6 separate regions of the Mus musculus genome follow, and all the other regions are linked to region 4. Evidence: chromatin contacts called from public promoter capture Hi-C data. All regions are on one chromosome and are shown on one strand. The core of a region is the stretch at or near the end of the contact, and the rest is flanking DNA. Distances in the headings are between cores, read along the strand shown. Region 1 holds the start of Il17d (interleukin 17D). Region 2 overlaps Gm52140. Region 3 holds the start of Mipep (mitochondrial intermediate peptidase). Region 4 holds the start of Setdb2 (SET domain, bifurcated 2). Region 5 holds the start of Tnfrsf19 (tumor necrosis factor receptor superfamily, member 19). Region 6 holds the start of 1700039M10Rik (RIKEN cDNA 1700039M10 gene).

Region 1 (2,940 bases), core at 423-2,922, 1.9 Mb before region 4:
CTTTTGCAGCTTTGCTAGACTTGGAACAGCCAAGTGAAGCCACTTGGAACTAGTGTCAGATGGCTGTGAGCCACCATTTTGGTACTAGCAACCAAACACAGGTCCTCTGCAAGACAGCCAGTGCTCGTAACTGGATTAATCTTTAAAATATCTTTAGAATTGTGTAAAAAGTCACGTGTGTGATAGCACACACACTACAATGCACATGCAGGTCAAGATGGATGGATGTGCAGGTCAGAGGACAGCTTTGTGGAGTGGGTTCTCTCCTCCCACCTTTATTTGGGACCCAGGCATAGAACCTGGGCCACCCCTAGAACACAACAACCCATTTACCCACCGAGACATCTCCCCAGCCTCAAGTCTGGAATAATTATTAACATGTTTGTATCTTCATAAAATGCTCAGATCTGGGAACTTTTTATTTAATCTGCACCTATTTATAGCCTTTGCTCCCCTGTTTAATCACAAATGAATCTTATGCTCTACTCAGTTTAAGTTTTCAGTAACTGGAGGCTTCCACAAACTGGTCAGACACTGGAAGGTACTTTGTTGATTAGCACAGTGAGTAGTTCCGTGGAACTCTGGTAATGACAAGCTCGCCTCGAAAATACTCCTACGCTGTACCTTTCAAATGGAAAATTAGTAGTACTTGAGTGCTGATGTCTTTATTCCCGTTTTTTTACTAGGAAGGAGACAACGTTAACAATTTATGTGCGAGTCAAAGTGTTTCATAAACCCAAATGTGTTTACTAGGAATTGTAAAATGTTTTAAGCTGTAAGGTTTGAAGGGACTTTTAAAGGTAGAGCCGCTACAAAGTATTTCAGTTTTAAAACATTGAAGGCAAGTGTTTTTCTGCATAGCAGAACTGAAACGCAGTTAACCACTGGTTTACAACTTGGTTAAAACCCAAAGCTGCAAGCCGTTTTAGGGAGTCAAAAAAATATTTTGCACACTTTCAAAAAGCGTTCAGCTAGTCTCAGCCATTTCTCTTTATTCTCAAAGCGTAAATGCTCAAAAGTAATCATATTCACTAGCTGGATGCCTGGTAAGCAAGGCATTTAAATAATGAACAAGTAAGTGAGCAAGCTCTCTTCAGATTCAATAGAGTCCTTCATTTGAGCTGATTCCCCTTAATTTATTCACAGAACTTTAGGCTCATTTTACATGTCTGCTCACACAATTAATTACCATGATTGAGTTCTCCAACACTGTAAAACTAGACCAAGAGATGCCCATTTACAGCATGTGTCAGGTGGGGGAGGGTATTTATTACTCGGCCCTTAGCTGAATAAGAGGCATGGAGTCATTTTATGAGTATTTAAGGGAAAACAGCCTCCTTCTAGCCTAACAGAACATAACTGTTTTTTAATCTCTTGTATAATTCTTCGAACTATGAAATCCCAGAAGAGGAAGTGGTCGCAAGAAGGAGAGTCCTTCTAGGTTGGAGTTCATTCATTTCCAAGTGGCCTGTCCAGCTCCTGGACCGCTTCAATGTCTAGAGAAATCCGTTTCCTCTGAGCCAAAGTCGGCCTCTCGACTGCATCCCCGAGGCCCCACTGGTCCGTGCCGAGGCGTCGAGGCCAGTCACCACCTCCTCCTCCTCCAGCCAGGCGGACCGCCAGTCCACTTCTGTAGGGGCGACACCCAGCCCGCAGGCCACACGCCCCGCGTGTGCGGCGCCCTTATTTACTTCGCAGAAGAGCCTTCAGCCCCCCTCCTAACAAGTCTGGAAAGCATCACGGCGACGCGATGTTGGGGACACTGGTGAGCGCCCTCGGGGGTACCGGCGAGGCATGGCCGAGGCCGGGCTGGGGCAGAGGGACGGGGGGAGGACGGCGGGACGGCCCGGAGAGGCGTCTCACAGGCACTCGCAGCCCGCCGCGCAGCAGCCCGGCAGGCACACGCACACGTGCACGCGCGCCCCGCACCCGCCCCCCGCGCGGGCTCCGGCTCTGGGCGGCGGCGGCGGCGGGGGCCGGGGGCGCGCGGGCCGGCGGCGGGCCGGGCCCCGGGGACCGCGCGGGCGGCGGGCGGGCGGGGACGGCGCTCGGGGGCCGGCCCGCGCGGCGCCCATGCTCGGGGAGGGCCTCACGGTGTGCGGAGCGCCGGGCGGGTCCCGCGACGCTGAGCTCGGCCTGTCCCGCAGGTCTGGATGCTCGCGGTCGGCTTCCTGCTGGCACTGGCGCCGGGCCGCGCGGCGGGCGCGCTGAGGACCGGGAGGCGCCCGGCGCGGCCGCGGGACTGCGCGGACCGGCCGGAGGAGCTCCTGGAGCAGCTGTACGGGCGGCTGGCGGCCGGCGTGCTCAGCGCCTTCCACCACACGCTGCAGCTCGGGCCGCGCGAGCAGGCGCGCAATGCCAGCTGCCCGGCCGGGGGCAGGGCCGCCGACCGCCGCTTCCGGCCACCCACCAACCTGCGCAGCGTGTCGCCCTGGGCGTACAGGTGAGCGGGCCCGAGGGGAGGGGCGGGGCCTGCAGAACAGGTGGGTGGGGCAGGGTGGAGTCCGTTGGAGGGCGGGGCCGAGGGGCGGGGCGGAGCACGTGGTGGGCGGGGTCGGGTGGGGCCTGGGCGGGGCCCGGCTGCCACTGGAGCGGTATAGGTGGACGGTGCTTGAAGGAAGGGGTCGTGAGGGGGATCGGGTGGGATCGGCTGGAGCGGGAGGGGAGTGGCAAGACGGTCGGGTGGTGCTATGGAGATGGTGTAGTGCCCGAGGGGCGGGGTCTGAGGAGCGGACGGAGGTGATGGGTGGGGCCGGGTGGAACTACTGGGATGAACCACGGGGGGCAGGCCAGGTAAGGCGGGTGTCTACTGGTCCTAGAGCTCAGGGAGGGGCTAGGAGAGGCAGATGGTATAACTAAATTGGGAGCGATTGGTTTCTACAAAGGTCTGTCACGATCTTTGAAGAAATGCTGCTTCTGTATTTGTTATGCAATAAATAC
Region 2 (3,033 bases), core at 82-2,581, 1.7 Mb before region 4:
ATAGTCCCAGCACTCAGGAGAGTCAGCAGGAGGATAAGAAGGCTAAGGTTATCTGAAGCTACATAGTGAATTCTAGTCCAGCTTTGAGGCAGTGAGACCCTGTCTTTAAAATAATAATAATTTTTAAAGTATAGTATCTGGTCATAGTGATTCTAGGTGATATTTTTGTCTTATAACTTTTGATATATCAATACATCAATAGTAGGATAGCCACCAACAACAAATATTTTTAAATTAGCAAAATAAGTACATTTGCGTGATGTGTGTAGCTGAGGGGAGAGAGAACACAAGGCCAGGTGAGCACAGCAGCATATTTAGTAAGAAAACCAGCATCTATAGATAGATATGTTATTTGTGTGTGCCGTGTCGTAGCCTAGAGTGATGGTCTAGACGTGCACTTTGTCTCACACAGTCTTCAGAGGAACCATGTTATTAACCCTTTCTGATAGAAGAAGACCTTGAAGTACAGAGAGCCAAGTAATTTGCCCGGGATCAAAGAGCTGAGATTTGAATCTAGGTAGATCTAACTGCAGAGCTTAGGAGCACTGAATTACAAGGCTCTCTTCAGGTAATCGCAAGAAGTCATGATTACAATGTACTTATAAATACAGAAACAAGCCAAATTAACCCCTGTGCATTTATAGTGTTCTTAGCTTGTTGTTCTGTGGCTGAAGATGGAAGCCAGGGCCTCGCAGGTACTAGCTAGGCAGGCACTGTGCCACTAAGCTGTCCCCCAGCTGTGACTGAAAGAAGAAATGTCTACAGAGGGAAGAAAAGAGGCACACAAGAGCCCTGTCTCTTAGTTTCAGCCAAAGCAGAGACAGCTGTCATAGACCTTGCTAGCACTGGGAGTCAATTCTCCAGTGAGGCTCCTGAAGTAAAGATAGGATAGTCTAGGGGTCCACCCAAAGAGAATGTCCACCAAGACTGACACCTTGCTCATGTTTCTGAGTACAGAAATCCTGATTATTGACTTAGTCTCCTTCAAGGCGTGGGTGTCTGGAGAGCAGGGGCTGGTCTTCAGGCACATTCTTGTTTCCTTATTTGTCACCAGTGTGATGGAGACTCATCGGATCTGTCTCCCTGCAAAGCTTTCTTTCTAGACAGTCATGAGAATGTAGAGCAGGATCAGATGGCAGAAGGCCTGGATGCCTGGGAAGAGGCACGCCACACTGACCCATCTCATTAGCAGTTGGTTTTCCCCCATATGTTTTGTCTCTCATTAACCAGGCTACAGCTTCCTGCACAACAGGAAACTATAAAGAACCTCCTAACTGACAAGCACATCAAATATACTTTAAAGCCATCTTTACTGTGTCAAATATCAAAGTTTAAGCATGAACCATTTCTGCTCAAGTGTGGTGGTGCAAACCCACCAATCTCAGCACTCAGGATGCTGGTGTGGGGAGATTGAGAGTCCTAGGCCAGCTTAGACTATATCAAGAGACCTGTATAAATGCACGAATGGAATATTATCTATATCTGAGTCAGCTCCAGGGAACTCCTTCTCTATTGATCGTTGGCTACTGTAGCTCAAAGCTTTGGGACTTAACCATATCACCTTTGCTAGTTAGCCAATATGTTTCCATGATGCCTTGAGCTCATTTTTAAAACTTTAAAAATTTATTTTATTTTGTTTTTTTCTGGTCAAAGTTTCTCTGTGTAGCCCTAGCAGTCCTGAAACTTACTCTGTAGACCAAGCTGACCTCAAACTCAGAAAGAGTCACCTGCCTCTGCCTCCCCAGTGCGTGGGCTAAAGGTATGTGCCACCATACCCAGCTTATTTATTTTTATTCTATATGTATGGGTGTTTTACCTGCAAGTATGTCTATGTACCATGTGCATGCAGTGCCCAAAGAGGCTGAAGAGGGACAACAGATCCCCTGGGGCTGGAGTTAGCGATGGTTATAAACCAATGACATCTAAAATAGGCCAGCCTTCAAGCTGCAGAATTTGACTCTTAACCCCAATGACAACAGGAAGTATTTATAGGGCACTCTATCTGCAGAGAGTTACTTGGTGGATAGAGGACCCTCCCCATGGTTTGACAAACAGAAGAAAGTAGAGGAGAAATGGGAAACATTTTCGCTCTTCCGTTGGCTTTTCCTCCGCCTCCGTTGTCTTCAGTTAGGCAATGGGCTCCTTTTCTTCTCTCCTATTAAGTCTGGCTGTCGGTGTGGTGGCTTAGGCCAGTAACCCCAACACACGGGACAGAAAAGCAAGAGGCACTGGATTCAAGGTCATCCTCTGCCTCATAGCAAGTAAGCAAAAAAGGGCTGGTGTACGCCTTAGCAGGCAAGGGGCTAACAGCAAGCCTGGTAACCCGAGTTCATTCCTGGGATCTGCATGGTGGATAGAGAGAACTGACTGCAGTGTTGGGCACACACAGAGACAGACAGACAGACAGACAGACAGACGACAGACAAATGTGAAAAGAATTTTTTTTTAGAAAAGCCTAAACAGGGCTGCAGAGATGTCTCAGCAGTTAAGAACACTGGCTGCTCTTCCAGAGGTCTTGAGTTCAATTCCCAGCAACCACATGGTGGCTCACAACCATCTATAATGGGATCTGATGCCCACTTGCTAAAGTGTACTCATATACATAAATAATTCTTAAAAAGAATTTTAAAATGTGATGGTTTGTACATGCTTGGCCCAGGGAATGTCACTATTAGAAGGTGTGGCTCTGTTGGAGTAGGTGTGTCACTGTGGGTGTGGGCTTTAAGGCCCTTATCCTAGCTGCCTGAAGGCAGTTTTATGGTAGCAGCCTTCAAATGAAGATGTAGAATTCTCAGCTTCTACTGTACCATGCCTGCCTGGACACTGCCATGCTCCCACCTTGATGATAATGGACTGAATGTCTGAACCTGTAAGCCAGCCCCAATTAAATGTTGTCCCTATAAGAGTTGTCTTGGTCATAGTGTCTGTTCTTAGCAGTAAAACCCTAAGACAAAAATTAAAGAAAAGCCAATTAGGATGGGCAGTGGTGGCGCATGCCTTTAACCCCAGCACTTGGGAGGCAGAGGCAGGCAG
Region 3 (2,966 bases), core at 98-2,597, 1.3 Mb after region 4:
CATTTCTCCCCTACCAAGGTCTATAAAGCAGATATGACTGCCACCCCTCACGTCACCTTCTGCAGGAGAGATGACTGCACCTTCAAAAGAAAGCTCTGCTTCCGGCAGGACCCTACACCCTGAACCACGGTGGTGTGGCTGTCCTTCCTCTGGAGAAGGCTAGGGGTGTAGAAAGACTTCCCCAAGCTTTCCCAAGTCTGCACTGTCATTTCTACTTTCCCGGGCACTCGACCACAATTTCCCAATGCCCTCCCTCCCAGCCTCTGCCTTCCTTTCATTTTCGCAGTAGGACATTTCACATTAGTCCTGTCTGTACTGATTTAGATTTTAGACTATCGTGATGAGACACTGGGAGTTAGATCGACTCCCTGGTGGGCAGGCAGAGAGAAAGGGGGGGGGGGACCATGGCTAGGTGATGATGGTGGTGAATCTCCAAGATGCCCAGCTTCTTCCTCAACCTACCGTTTTCCTCTCCCACCACCAGACCCCATTGCTGATGGACCTGCTCAATGAAGTCAAGACTGGGTCAGGACATGTCACACAACAGTTCTGGGCCAACCAACCACCCTAGATTTCTTCAAACTCTCCAGCCCTAAATTAGGAGCAGAAGGCTCTGCAGAGGCTTAAAATAATAATAATAATAATAATAATAATAATAATAATAATAAACCCAGCCCCTGAGAGGAGTCTCTCTCTCTCTCTCTCCCTCTTTTTCTCTCTCTCCAGCTTTCTGAGTCCCCTTTGCAGAGAGTCTTTTTCTGTGTGCCTGTTGCAGGAAACACACACCTCACTCACCTTCCTTCTACTCCTAATTCTGTCCACGATGCTTAAGATTTCTCTGCTGCTCCATGCTGGTCTTCAGATTTTTCCTGCCTTTTAATTCTTCGGCTGGCAGAAACAACAAACCTGACCAAGACTCCTAGACTATATCATTCCAAAACCCTTAGACCGTATCAATAGTTTCCAAAGTCAAAATAGATGATAATTCTCCAATAGTTAATTCACATGGCTATACACAACCATAGCTGGTGGGCATGCAGACATGGAAGTGACTTCAACAACTTTTGGAGAAGACAGGTGCCTTGGATTTCGACTGCTTGTGGTTTCTTCTGGATCCTTTCACGCGCCGCCATTGAGTCTCCTCTGAGAATCAAGAAAGCATCAAGAAAGCATCTTGAGTTCTCACATTCATTCCTGGCACCTGTAAAAAGTTCCAATGCCTGACCCGACTTCCTTCTCCCTGTGCCCTAGTACCACTGTCAAACTCAAATCCAGGACGTTTCTTCCTCCAGACACACGAGGGCGCTACGAAACTGGAGCTGCTCAGAAGGCGTGGAGGGCGACGCTCTTCCTAACGATTGTTAGCGTGCTCAAGTCCGGGTCTGCCCTGCGAGTTCCGCGGCGTGGGCTGCTGCCTTGGAAACGCGGGGCGCGCGCTTCCCGAGCCTGGCAGAGCCGGGGTCCGGAGGATGCTGCTGGCGGCCGGGGCACGGTACGCCCGCCGGCTGTGCGGCCGGGGAGCCGCGGCGGCTCTGCAGGGACGCACAGGCCGGAGCTGCGCCCGGGACGTCAGTACTAGCTGGTCCCCGGTGGGCGCCGCCTTCAACGTCAAGCCCCAGAGCCACCTATGGAACCTGTTGGGGGAGCGCCGGGTGAGCGTGCCGTGGGTCTGGGCAGCGCGGGCTCCGCGTCTGGCTGAAAAGGGACTGTGCCGGGATAAGCGCACCCCGGAGCGGCTGACCCAGCGGCAACTCAGCCTTTCCTCTACTCAAGCTCCATTCTTTTCCTTCTGGCTTCAGAGTTCACATTTGCCCTTGGCTTTGTAACGACACTCTTGCTTTGAAAACTCCATCACACCTTAATTGTCCACTTCAGGCTGCTCTGAAACAACCTGTTAAACTAGGCATAGTGGCTCTTGTAAGACAGTCTTGATAGGTAGAGGCAAGAGGGTACAAAAGACAGTCCTTTGGGCTCCGAACTGACTTTGAGACTAGCCTGAGTTGCTTAAGAACCGGCGGTAAAACAGAAAGCACCTACAGAACCCTACTGAGAAAAATCAGATTTCCTGTCGTGCTTTGTAGTTTATTGCATAGCCTACGAAGTCATCAGAATTGCTTGGCTATTTCTACTCTGCCCTTGGTGGTGTTGGACACTTGATAATGAATGAGGAAAAGGCAGGAAGACTGAGGAAAGATTTTTGTCCTAAAACAATGATTTTTCAACCCTTCTAATGCTGTGACTCTTTAATACAGTTCCTCCCGATGCGGTGACCTCAAACCATAAGATTATTTTGTTGCTATTTCACAACTAATTGTGCTACTGTTATGAATTATAAACATCTGATATATGAACCCCCAGGTGGGTTCTAAAAGTGTTTTTTTATTTTTTTATCTTTTCACTGTTGGGCAGCTTTCTAAAGACAAGTCTGGGATATAGCTTCATTGTACTTCATGGCATATCTCTGTGTTTAACTTTGTCTATTTGAAAGTTCTTTCTTATTATATAAATTTTCCTCCAAAACCCATAAAGGTCGATGATGCTGGTATTAGTGGAGTTGGTGTTGGAAGTGCCTTTTAGCAGAAAGATAAGCTTGGTTTTGGGTGGATGAAATAGAACTGATTTCACCTGTATTTTAAACCATTGTTTAGTGTGTGTGTGTGTGTGTGTGTGTGTGTGTGTGAATGCATGCAGGTCTGGAAGGCGCAGGCCAGAGGACAGCCTTTCCGGATCTGTAACCTTCAACCTTTTGGAGGTGGAGTCTCTCTTGGTTTTGCTATTGGACTGAATACTCAGGTTATCGTTCCTGCTCCTATTTGGTTCTTGAGCTTCTGGGCTGTTTTCTTGTTTCTATCTTGATGTAGGAGGACTGCTGGGATTATAGTTGCATGCCACAAACATTTGACTTTCAAGCTTTTTTTATTTTTTTATTTTATGTGTTTTGCCCAAATATATGTAAATTCACCACA
Region 4 (3,277 bases), core at 338-2,837:
TCAATGGCATGTGCCACCACACTGGACTTATGTAGTGCTCAGATTCCAAACCAGGGCTTTGCACAAACAAGGCACGTATTCTGACTGGGCTATGGTTCCAGCCCAGAATATGCTTGACATATACCACTAACTGTGATATGCTTCAGAACACCAAAATGTTCTTAGAAACTTGAAAATCTGTTAGCCAAAAAGAAGTATGTATCACATTGGCAATGAGACTCACCAGAAATGCAAACTGTTAAAAGGGAAACATAAGCTATACACTGTACTTCAGCCAGGCAACCTTTCCACTGTAAAATTAATACTACAGATATCCAAGTGCCACAAAGAGACATTGCCAAGCTGCCTTCCACCTTAGATTCTAGTAACTTCCACCTCAGTACACTCACTCAGCCTGACACCTCAGGAAAGGGCAGGTGGGGACAGGAGGACCAGTAGCTCAAAGCCATCCTGGTCTACTAGGCTGGACTTCCACATAGCAAACAGCAACTAAAGAAAAAGCTCTCACCAGTGTAGCTTGGAAGCTAATTTACAAAAGAAAAAAAATTGCCAAAAAAAGTTAAGGAAATTTAAAGCTTATCTTCCAAAGACAACACTAATATTTCACTGTTAGTGTACTTTTTATTTGTTTGTATGTTTTGTATTTTGAGACAACGTTTCTCTGGGTAACCCTGGCTTTCCGGGAACTCAATCCGGAGAGAACTCAAGAGATCCGCTAGTCTCTGCCTCCCCAGCCACCATCTCCCAGCTTGCCAGGAGAATTTTATTTAAATTTGGTTCTTTGCCAGTCTCAAACTTTCATCTGGCCAAACATACAGGCAACTTCATTTAGATCTAAGTTTCCTTTTTACTTGGAGGAAAAAGAAACTAAAAAAACTAAGATACCACTATCTCGTTGGTTCTTTGATAGGCATGACATAATCGGAGCGTAAGTCAGGGTCAGGCACATTTTTAACGTGTTCGTATGTTAAACAACACAACAATGGCAAAACGCCTTCTGGTGAAGAATAGAAACCTATCCTATCGTATGTGGTAGGGTATTTGGAAGAGCTAATGGTCTGTTTACCAAATCTAAGACTAAACATAAATTAATCCTCCACTTTGGTTTTCTTCACTAACATGCAAAGAACCATGTTACTACATGCCAATCATATGATCTGTCAATCATATCCCTTTCTGCAGTGACTTTATTGATCTTGGACTGTTGAGTAGTGAGTCAGTCCGTCGCTCCGAAGATACCAATCAAGTTCAACTGATAAATAATTTCATTTGTTCATGGCCAGTGTAACCTTACCTGTGGAATGGACCAGTGTCCTGAAGATCTTGTCTGTGCTCCGCTGTCTACAGCCCATGATAGCCAAATTACTCAGAAATCACCAGCCACGAAAGTGAGCGCCGCAAGACGGTGGGGGAAACGCGACTGAGAGCCCCGGCCACCCCCGCTACTGAGACAGCGGGTTGAGGCGGCCTGGCACCCCGCGCGCCTTGCACTGTCCGCACCAGAGTCTGCAGTCCCGAGGCGGCTTCACCTCAGCGGGGGAGACATCAGCCCCAAGGGAGCTCCACACAGTTTCCGCGGCCCCGCGGCGCCGGCCGGAGCGCGCGGCCTCCTGATTGGTCGGCGACTCTCTCGGTTTGTCTCGCGCGGACTGCTACGGCCAATCGGGTTCTCGGCAGCCAAGTGAGGCACTTCGCTGGAGTGGTGGCGCAGCGCTCTCTGCCCGCGGTAGGTGTGTGGCTGCGGCGAGCCTTTTCCGGCTCTGGGAGTGTGTGTGTGGAAGGAGAGTCCTCGGGGTGACAGGAGTGTTGGGAGTGAAGGGGCGACTTAACTAGCAGGGGATTCTTCTCGCCCGCCCGGAGTCTCCTCCCTGTGTTTGGGAGGCAGGCGTGGTGGTGGTGGCGGTGGCGGTGGCCCCGGCTTGGCTTTGCTGGTCATTAGAGTCTGGCGCAGGCTTTGCTTTCCTGTCTTAACCCTGATCCCTTGGTTTCCGAGAGTTGCTCAGCAGTGTTTGTGGCGCGAAGATTCCCACCGCCGACCCCTGTCATGATTAAAGGAGGCTGGCTGTAGGATTCAACACGGGAAAGCCAGTCGTGGAAGGGAGAGGGGGCTGTCTCGACCACTGGCCTCCGGGTCGATAGAGAACTTTTCTTTTTTGTCAATTGCCAGGGGCCAACTGCGGAGCCTTTGCCCTTCTCGAGAGTTCATCCTTTGACATACATGGACAGCAGGTTGTGTGAGAGTAGTTTTATTCATAAGCATGCCGCCAGCATTCATTCAATGACGTTAGAAAAAAAGAGAGAAATAAAATAAAATAAAAAGGAGAAACGGGAAGTAAACTAGTGTTTGTCATGCTCCAAATTCACTTCATGCTAGGTATACATGTAGCTCAGGCAGACCGGATCTTTCTGCCACAGGAGCGCCACACCCTTACCCCAGTTTCAAAGGTGCTGATTTTTTTTTTTTTTTGTAAATTTCTCTTTACATATTTTTAACATTATAAACTTGATTTTAAAAAAAAGTTTGCAAAAAAAAAAAAGAAAGAAAAACACATCAAAATTAACCAAACCCCAAAACAATACAACTCAAATGAATACATCTATGCAATTAAAGTTGACTTTTGGAAACGAAATTGTGAAGCTTCACATTAAATTTAACACATGTCGAATATGTTTTCTGCACCTAGTCAAAACCAACCAAACAAGAAAGCCATGACAGCTTTGTACATTTCTGGGTCTGCGATGCTATGCGGGCTGGCTTTATGGAACAGGGTATTATTTAAGGAGGGTGTTGGAGTTTGGGAAGAGCAAGACACTGTACTTTCCTCTTTCCAGTTTTCTCTTGGGGAAAAAAAAGTAGAAAAGGAAGTAGAAAGCATTCTTTTTTTTTTTATTATTTGAAAGAAGCTGCCAGATCTGAAAATCTAGCCTGTTAGAGACAAATATTTTGTGATTCACTTATAACAGTTTTGATAAACTTAACACCAGTATCTTCACTTTTTATTTTATTTCAAGGTTGAATAACTTAAGTTATTCAAGGTTAATTGGTTTGTTTTTTTGTTTGTTTGTTTGTTTTTTTGTTTTGTGTGTGTGTGTGTGTGTGTGTGTGTGTTCTTTGTGGGTTGGTTTTTTTTTTTTTTTTGGTTTTTCGAGACAGGGTTTCTCAGTGTAGCCCTGGCTGTCCTGGAACTCACTTTGTAGACCAGGCTGGCCTCGAACTCAGAAATCTACCTGCCTCTGCCTCCCGAGTGCTAGGATTAAAGCTGTGCGCAAGGTTAAT
Region 5 (3,192 bases), core at 565-3,064, 1.6 Mb after region 4:
ATTTGTATATCTGTGTTTTTGTGTGTCTGTGTGTATGTGTGCTTGTGTGTCTCTGTGTGTCTCTGTATTTGTGTGTGTCTCTGTATTTGTGTGTTTCTGTGTGTGTTTGTGTCTGTGTGTATGCATGTGTGTATGTGTATGTGTGCGTGCGTGCGTGTGTGTGTGTGTGTGTGTGTGTGTGTGTGTGTGTGTGTAGAAGTTATGAATTCACAAGTAGCAGTTAACTGGCAAGCTGGGTGCCCAGTATAATTTGGTTTTGTAGGGCACTAATTGAAGTGAAAATGTGGCTAAAATACTTCATGTAACATAATAACTGTTGATTGCCAGATAGTTTTGGTAAACAGTTGGCAAATTGTAACTCACAACAGCTGTCACTATATATTTAGAGTAAATGTTAATTTAAGAATATTAACCTCGGGAGTGTTTCTGTAAACAAAGCTTCTCCTATTTTCAGAGGTTACAGAGCCTGGCTTGGGTATTTTTAGCCAAACCTAACGCAGCTTGGCGCTCCCTGTTTCCGAGTTCCTCCGCTTTACACTTGAAAGGCTTCAGTCCTAAATGCCTTTGCAGAGATTCCCTTGGGAATGCGAATGGCAAGGACACATGTGCGATAGATTCACATCTCCCGGAGGCCGGAGAATAAAGTAGTAATATTGCTAGGATTGCTAGAGAGGAGTTTTGCTCCGTAGGGTGGGGGGAGATAGGGGAAGAGAAAGGAAGGTGGGGTGGGAGTGAGGGGGTGTTAACAGAATCCCACCGTTTCTAAATAAAGTAAGAGGAGGTTTTCCAGCCCAGCTTCCAGCGTCTGAAACCCTGCTGGCAACAAACATTAGCGAGGCTCTGTTTTTGTCCTGTTGGAACTACTCACTTCCAAGTAAGATTTGCATGACAGATATCAAACTCTTGTGCAAACCGCGAAACAATTGCATCAAGAATCAAATTCAGTTTCACGTGCACGCAGCCTGGTGCTGGACTTGGCTTCAGGCATGCTTGCTGGGAGCTGATAGCCATTTTTCCCCCTTTGAACATGCGAGGAAAACGCAGTGAAAGTTCCAACCACACACGAACGCCTACCTGCTACTCGCCAGTGCTGTGCTCCAGACTCACGCTTTCCGCAGCTTGGTAGCACTTCCGCGCCAAACGCTTTTACCTTCCCAAAAATGTGTGTGGGCGCAAGCCCAGACAAACTTCAAATCCAGGAAAATGGATTACCCGCGCAGATCAAAGGCAGGCGAACTAGGAGATGGAGTGCCTGTAATCTGATCGCCGATCAGTTGCTGCGCATCAAAGGCAAGGCTGAGTTTACTCGCTACGCGCGCAGATCTAGAAAGTTCGCTACCGTCTGGTTCTTTTGTTAAACGTGGGCCACGTTGTTCTGCCCCAGCTCTGGAGAGCAGGCTTCCCCAGCCTGGGCTGAGCGGCTGGATCTGCAGCTCTCTCTCGCGGTGCCCCAGCTGGGCTGCCTAGTGCCAGCGCTGCTGCGCCGCATCCCTTTCATCTCGCTGAGTGGCAGCTCCCATGACATCATGCCGTGCCGTGGGGCTGGCCGGGAGAAGCCAGTCAGCCTGATTTCTAGTCGCGTTGGTCTGTGCCTCGCCCGCGACAGCCCTGCAGTGTGTCTCTTGGCTGGGAGGGACACACCAGGACTGCTCTGGGCCTCTGTGCTCCGGGCCTGTAAGGTCCTGGATCGTTGCAGGTTCCAGTAGACAGCATCAAGCCGCTGCCTGTGACAAAAAGCACGAAGTCCCTACCAGAGCAGGGTAGTCCGAAACGCAGCAGAGCGGCACAGCAGTGTTTAATTAGGCCGTTTCTCCGAACACCTGCCTTACACCGCCAGGGTCACAGGCAAACGTTTTAAAAAGCTTGATTCCCCACCCCCAACCCCACGCGCGCGGCTCCCCACCCCAACACACACATACTGCGACAAGTCTTTAAGAATTAGTAAAATGTCTTTTCCTGGTGAAAGTATTACAGGTGGCGCCAGTCAAGTATGGCTTTCATTGAGTGAAGGAGTGGATACTACAACTTACAGAGATACCGCCACTAGCTCACTGGACACCTGGGTCAGAAGCTTGTTAATCTAAATTTGGGGTCCTAATAAAACAACAACAACAAAGGATGCCTTCCTTCTGAGTTGCAATCATGGATACCTCTAGCGACTCCTAAAAGTCACAGAAAGGTGACTTAGAGGAAAGCATTTGCTTGCAATCACTCCACAGCTTCTGTCCCAGGCAAAGCACAAATCACAGTTTGGATCCAGCTGAGAAATCGCCACCTTATTTTCTGTACTGTAAAACGGAACTTAGTGTCCGTTGTTTAGAATACCCACGAGGCTGGTAAAGCACTGTGGTCGGAATGTGGCATGTTTTTGAACATGGAGCTGTTTATTCTGGGAGAGAGAAAAGATTTCCATTATATGATGGAACTGCATCTGTTTGCAGAAGGGCACTGAAAAATATCATCTGCAGCACCCTTAGAGGAACCCACTTCCTTCCTGTGACTTCCTTCTCTTATCAGTTGCATCTCATTTTTCCTGGTGTGATATTTAAAAATAGTTTATGCCCTGTCTATCTCCAGCTGTCTTTGATTCCTGTGTAAATCTTGATGGCAAAATACTTGGTTTGTGAGTTCATTGTAACACTTAAATAGATCTATTTGGTTTCCAGTATTTTTCCCCAGTGGGAGGTGGAGGCTGAACCCCAGGGCCTGTTCATGCCCTCCATCTCTGAAATGTCCCTGAGACACATGGGGCTTACTTTGTACTTGTTTGTTTTCTTTTTCCTTTTCGAGACAGGGTCTCCAGTGTCATGAGCTGGCCTCAAAAGTGCTGTTTATTCAAAGACAGCTTTGAACTCTTGATCCTCCTAAAGGCTGGAATTACAGACATCCACTGCTACATTCAGTTTATGTGATTATGGTTTCTGAACTTAGGGCTTCATGCATATTAAACAAGCACTCCACCAATTGAACAATGTACCCAGCCTCACATCCTTCAAATGAGCAGGCATGCTTTTGCATACTATCCCAAGACACCTGTACCTACAGAGCTCCTGAGCTCCAAGGACTCATGAAATCAGGGGCAAACTATTTCCAAGAAGGCTGACTTTTCTCTGAGGTAACCCAGATGTTCCATGGTCTAGGGTCCATGCCCAGAGCCTTCATCAAGTTTGCTGTTCCAGAGCCAATGGAAAC
Region 6 (3,002 bases), core at 21-2,520, 1.9 Mb before region 4:
CACGCCTTTAATCCCAGCACTCAGGAGGCAGAGGCAGGTGGAGTTCTGAGTTCGAGGCCAGCCTGGTCTACAGAGTGAGTTCCAGGACAGCCAGGGCTACACAGAGAAACCTTGTCTGGAAAAACAAAAAAAAACAAAACCAACCCCCCCCCCAAAAAAAAAACCCAAAATCAAAACAAACTTCTATTCCCATGCATCAGATCTACGAAAGCAACAACAAAAAACTAACAATACTGTATGTCAGAGTATCTAAGTACCTTCTCCAAGATATTTAGGTCAAGAGAGTTTAAGCCAGCAGAAAGAGAATGAAACAAAGTTTCTTTCCAGAGTCGTTAGTAAACTGCAGGAAGGGTAGCTGTACTAGTAGGCGAATAGAATGACCTGTCAAGTATGCTCAACCTGCGGCTCAGAGACAGGCACCCACAGTCACTAGAAATGACATTGTTCTCAACTTGTTTGTTCCCTGAGCGTGAACTCTGTAGATGACAATGCCTGGCAGATATTCTCTAAGTAATCTTATTGATTCAAGACAGTTGTGTTGCCTTGGCTGTCCTAGAACTTGCTCTATCTATCTACCTATGAATGAATGATAGGATTTCTTTGTGTAGCCTTGGCTGTCCAGGAAAATTCTCTGTAGACCAGGCTGGCCTTGAACTCAGAGATCTGTCTGCCTGTGCATCTCGAGTGTATAAAAATCGTGTGCTTTCATTTTCATACAAGTCTCTGCCTGAGGGAAGTCCTTCACTTCCTAAATACTGTTTATTATTTAAAGAAAGATTGTTGGGTGTGGTGACACGGGAAAAATGAGGGATCAATGAGTCTGAGTTCGAGGCCAGCCTGGCTATACAGTGAGACCATCTCAAAATAATAAATCCCACCATGACCTGAGATAAAACTTGCACAGAGAAAGCAAGCCACAAACACACAACAAGGTAAGTTTGGATGAACAGCCCGGCCAGCCAAACCCCATGCTAAGGCTCAAGGCTTCCTCGTGTCCATGCATATATATCCCTTCCCCAGGCACCATTCCGACCGGACCACTAAGGACTTGTTTCCGGCTCAAGATGTCCAAGAAGAAGGACCCCGCAGAGACGAGGCCCCTACTGGGAAAGTCTCCAAGGGTCAGTATGGACCCGGTTCGGAACCCACCCAAAACATCCCTTGACCCTCCGCCGCCACACTCCGTGGCCGCCACTCACCACTGACGCATGCGCAGTCGTCACAGTGCGGGGGTGGGGTGAGGGTTGGCGGGGACCTCCGCGTTTGCGCTGGTGCAGACCAGACGGTGGGAGCCAATGAGCGTCTAGTCCCGCCCAGTCAGCTTCCGGCTTCTACAACCCAGGTTTTAATTAGGTTGCGGTAGTCTGGCTGTTTGGTACTTTGGAGTCAGTCTTAAACCTTTCAAACCAATTAGTCTTTCAGAGCTTTCAGTGTTGAATTCACAGTATATGAACACATATTTTACCAATCTATCATGGTAGCTGGCACACAGTTTTCCTTAATCAAAACTAATGCTCCCTTTGATTCGGCAATTCTTAAATCACATGTAATCTTTTCTTTCCCAGGGACAGGCAAACTTCACTATGTTCCTGCTGTTCGGTTCTCTCTTTATCGATTTCCTGATCTGGCTGAAGGGCTTTAAATCACCGCTCAGATGCTGACGCCACTCAAAAAGCAGCTTGATAATGAACTGTCACAATTTCTACATACAGTAGTGTTTCGTCTGTAGAAACCCATACTTCATTTTGATTTCGATTTCTCTAAACGAATGACTACTCTATTAAACCAAATAGATCAAATCAAGTGTAACTTATCAAAATGGCAATCAAGAAAAAAAAACTATTGAAAAGGAAGAAACCATCTACTTATAAGACTCAAAAAAACCTGTTTTAAAGCAAACTATTTTGCACCTAATTTTTTAAAGCTTCCATTCCTTTTAAGTATGTATGCCACAATGATTATCTTCGTGTATTCAATTATATGCTATTTTTAAATATTAAAGTGTCTGAAGACACAAGAAAGCTCTACCTTTTTGGTTTTTTTTCAACAAGAGTTTCTTGATGTAGTTCTGGCTGGCCTGTATACATTGTAATTAAATGTTTCTCACAGATCATAAAATTAGTATCAAAGACAAACTAGTCTTTATTGAAGTGAAAAAGTTTTTCAGTCAAATTGGATCCAAAAGATGCTTTCAAATCACATTTTTTTTTAATAATTATTTATTATATGTAAGTACACTGTAGCTGTCTTCAGACACTCCAGAAGAGGAAGCCCGATCCCATTACAGATGGTTGTGAGCCACCATGTGGTTGCTGGGATTTGAACTCAGGACCTTTGAAAGAGCAGTCGGGTGCTCTTACCCACTGAGCCATCTCACCAGCCCCCCACATTTTAATTAAGGAATTATTTCTTTTATATTTAGTAATGGTGCTGAGAGAATACCTTGGAAGATCTCTTAAGATAGAAATATGTGGTCCTGGGTCCCTAGTGGTCAGGGGAGACAGGTAATTCTCTGTGAGCTTAAGGTTTAGACTACACAAGTTTATGGAGAGCAGGACTACATACGAAGACTCTGTCTCATAAAAACAACAAACTAACAGACTAACTAACTAACTGAGTTTTTCTTTTTCTTATTTATTTTTTGTGTTGGGACCAAGTTGAGTCTCCAGCTTTAACCTTTGAAGTAGAAAGGACTGGCAATTCCACAATGCTTGGCCCTTTAAAAAAAATATATATACACACACACACACACACACACACACACACATATATATATATATAAAATATATCACATATTACTGAAACATAAATCTGGACTTCACCATTTGAGAGCTTTACCACAAAATTATTCAAATCACCCTAAATATGAAGCAAAGTGAGATCTCTAGAATTCTAGTCCAACAAGATGCTAGACTGAATTGAAGGAAATCCTATTAAGATGTTAACTTCACACAAATTAAAAATAATTAGAATTATCAATCAAAACAAAATAAGATTTGATA

Evidence for each region. Promoter capture Hi-C pulls out the DNA fragments that hold promoters and counts their contacts.
Region 1: a promoter capture Hi-C map of hippocampal neurons shows a contact between it and region 4, with 5 times the contacts expected there. The contact joins the promoter of Il17d here to the promoter of Setdb2 in region 4. A contact is called at or near these places in 3 of 39 promoter capture datasets (cranial neural crest, hippocampal neurons and pre-B cells).
Region 2: a promoter capture Hi-C map of pre-B cells shows a contact between it and region 4, with 2.7 times the contacts expected there. The contact joins the enhancer-like site here to the promoter of Setdb2 in region 4. A contact is called at or near these places in 6 of 39 promoter capture datasets (the 3T3-L1 cell line, frontonasal cranial neural crest, hippocampal neurons and 3 more).
Region 3: a promoter capture Hi-C map of neutrophils shows a contact between it and region 4, with 7 times the contacts expected there. The contact joins the promoter of Mipep here to the promoter of Setdb2 in region 4. A contact is called at or near these places in 2 of 39 promoter capture datasets (cranial neural crest and neutrophils), 1 of 115 datasets of contacts at active chromatin or transcription factors (microglia) and 1 of 9 other capture datasets (liver).
Region 5: a promoter capture Hi-C map of pre-B cells shows a contact between it and region 4, with 5 times the contacts expected there. The contact joins the promoter of Tnfrsf19 here to the promoter of Setdb2 in region 4.
Region 6: a promoter capture Hi-C map of hippocampal neurons shows a contact between it and region 4, with 6 times the contacts expected there. The contact joins the promoter of 1700039M10Rik here to the promoter of Setdb2 in region 4. A contact is called at or near these places in 2 of 39 promoter capture datasets (hippocampal neurons and pre-B cells), 1 of 484 Hi-C or Micro-C datasets (B cells), 3 of 115 datasets of contacts at active chromatin or transcription factors (astrocytes, cardiomyocytes and large pre-B cells) and 1 of 9 other capture datasets (adipose tissue).

What each region holds. Positions count from the first base shown.
Region 1 is chr14:57,523,157-57,526,096 of GRCm38.p6, forward strand. Il17d (interleukin 17D) reads left to right here and starts at 1,673. Exons shown (of 3, transcript NM_145837.3): 1 at 1,673-1,765; 2 at 2,148-2,443. The coding sequence starts at 1,751.
Region 2 is chr14:57,748,475-57,751,507 of GRCm38.p6, forward strand. The region is part of intron 2 of Gm52140; the gene reads left to right. Among named protein-coding and RNA genes, the nearest start is that of Lats2, 3.9 kb to the left of the region's middle. Within about 2 kb of position 1,332, at least 18 of the 459 cell types and tissues checked have an H3K27ac peak or open chromatin away from gene starts, as enhancers often do. A contact at or near this core is called in pre-B cells, where this site is marked.
Region 3 is chr14:60,783,219-60,786,184 of GRCm38.p6, forward strand. Mipep (mitochondrial intermediate peptidase) reads left to right here and starts at 1,348. Exons shown (of 19, transcript NM_027436.3): 1 at 1,348-1,652. The coding sequence starts at 1,470. Mipepos (a long non-coding RNA gene) reads right to left here and starts at 1,331. Exons shown (of 3, transcript XR_001781278.2): 1 at 1,255-1,331; 2 at 796-1,143.
Region 4 is chr14:59,439,293-59,442,569 of GRCm38.p6, forward strand. Setdb2 (SET domain, bifurcated 2) reads right to left here and starts at 1,588. Exons shown (of 14, transcript NM_001320720.1): 1 at 1,295-1,588. Gm45935 (predicted gene, 45935) reads right to left here and starts at 1,588. Exons shown (of 24, transcript NM_001320725.1): 1 at 1,295-1,588. It overlaps Cab39l (calcium binding protein 39-like), which reads left to right and starts at 1,671. Exons shown (of 11, transcript NM_026908.4): 1 at 1,671-1,726.
Region 5 is chr14:61,045,041-61,048,232 of GRCm38.p6, forward strand. It overlaps Tnfrsf19 (tumor necrosis factor receptor superfamily, member 19), which reads right to left and starts at 1,815. Exons shown (of 10, transcript NM_013869.5): 1 at 1,075-1,815. The region is part of intron 2 of Gm41167 (a long non-coding RNA gene); the gene reads left to right.
Region 6 is chr14:57,570,344-57,573,345 of GRCm38.p6, forward strand. 1700039M10Rik (RIKEN cDNA 1700039M10 gene) reads left to right here and starts at 1,271. Exons shown (of 2, transcript NR_152103.1): 1 at 1,271-1,342; 2 at 1,566-2,025. Eef1akmt1 (EEF1A alpha lysine methyltransferase 1) reads right to left here and starts at 1,239. Exons shown (of 5, transcript NM_026526.3): 1 at 1,200-1,239.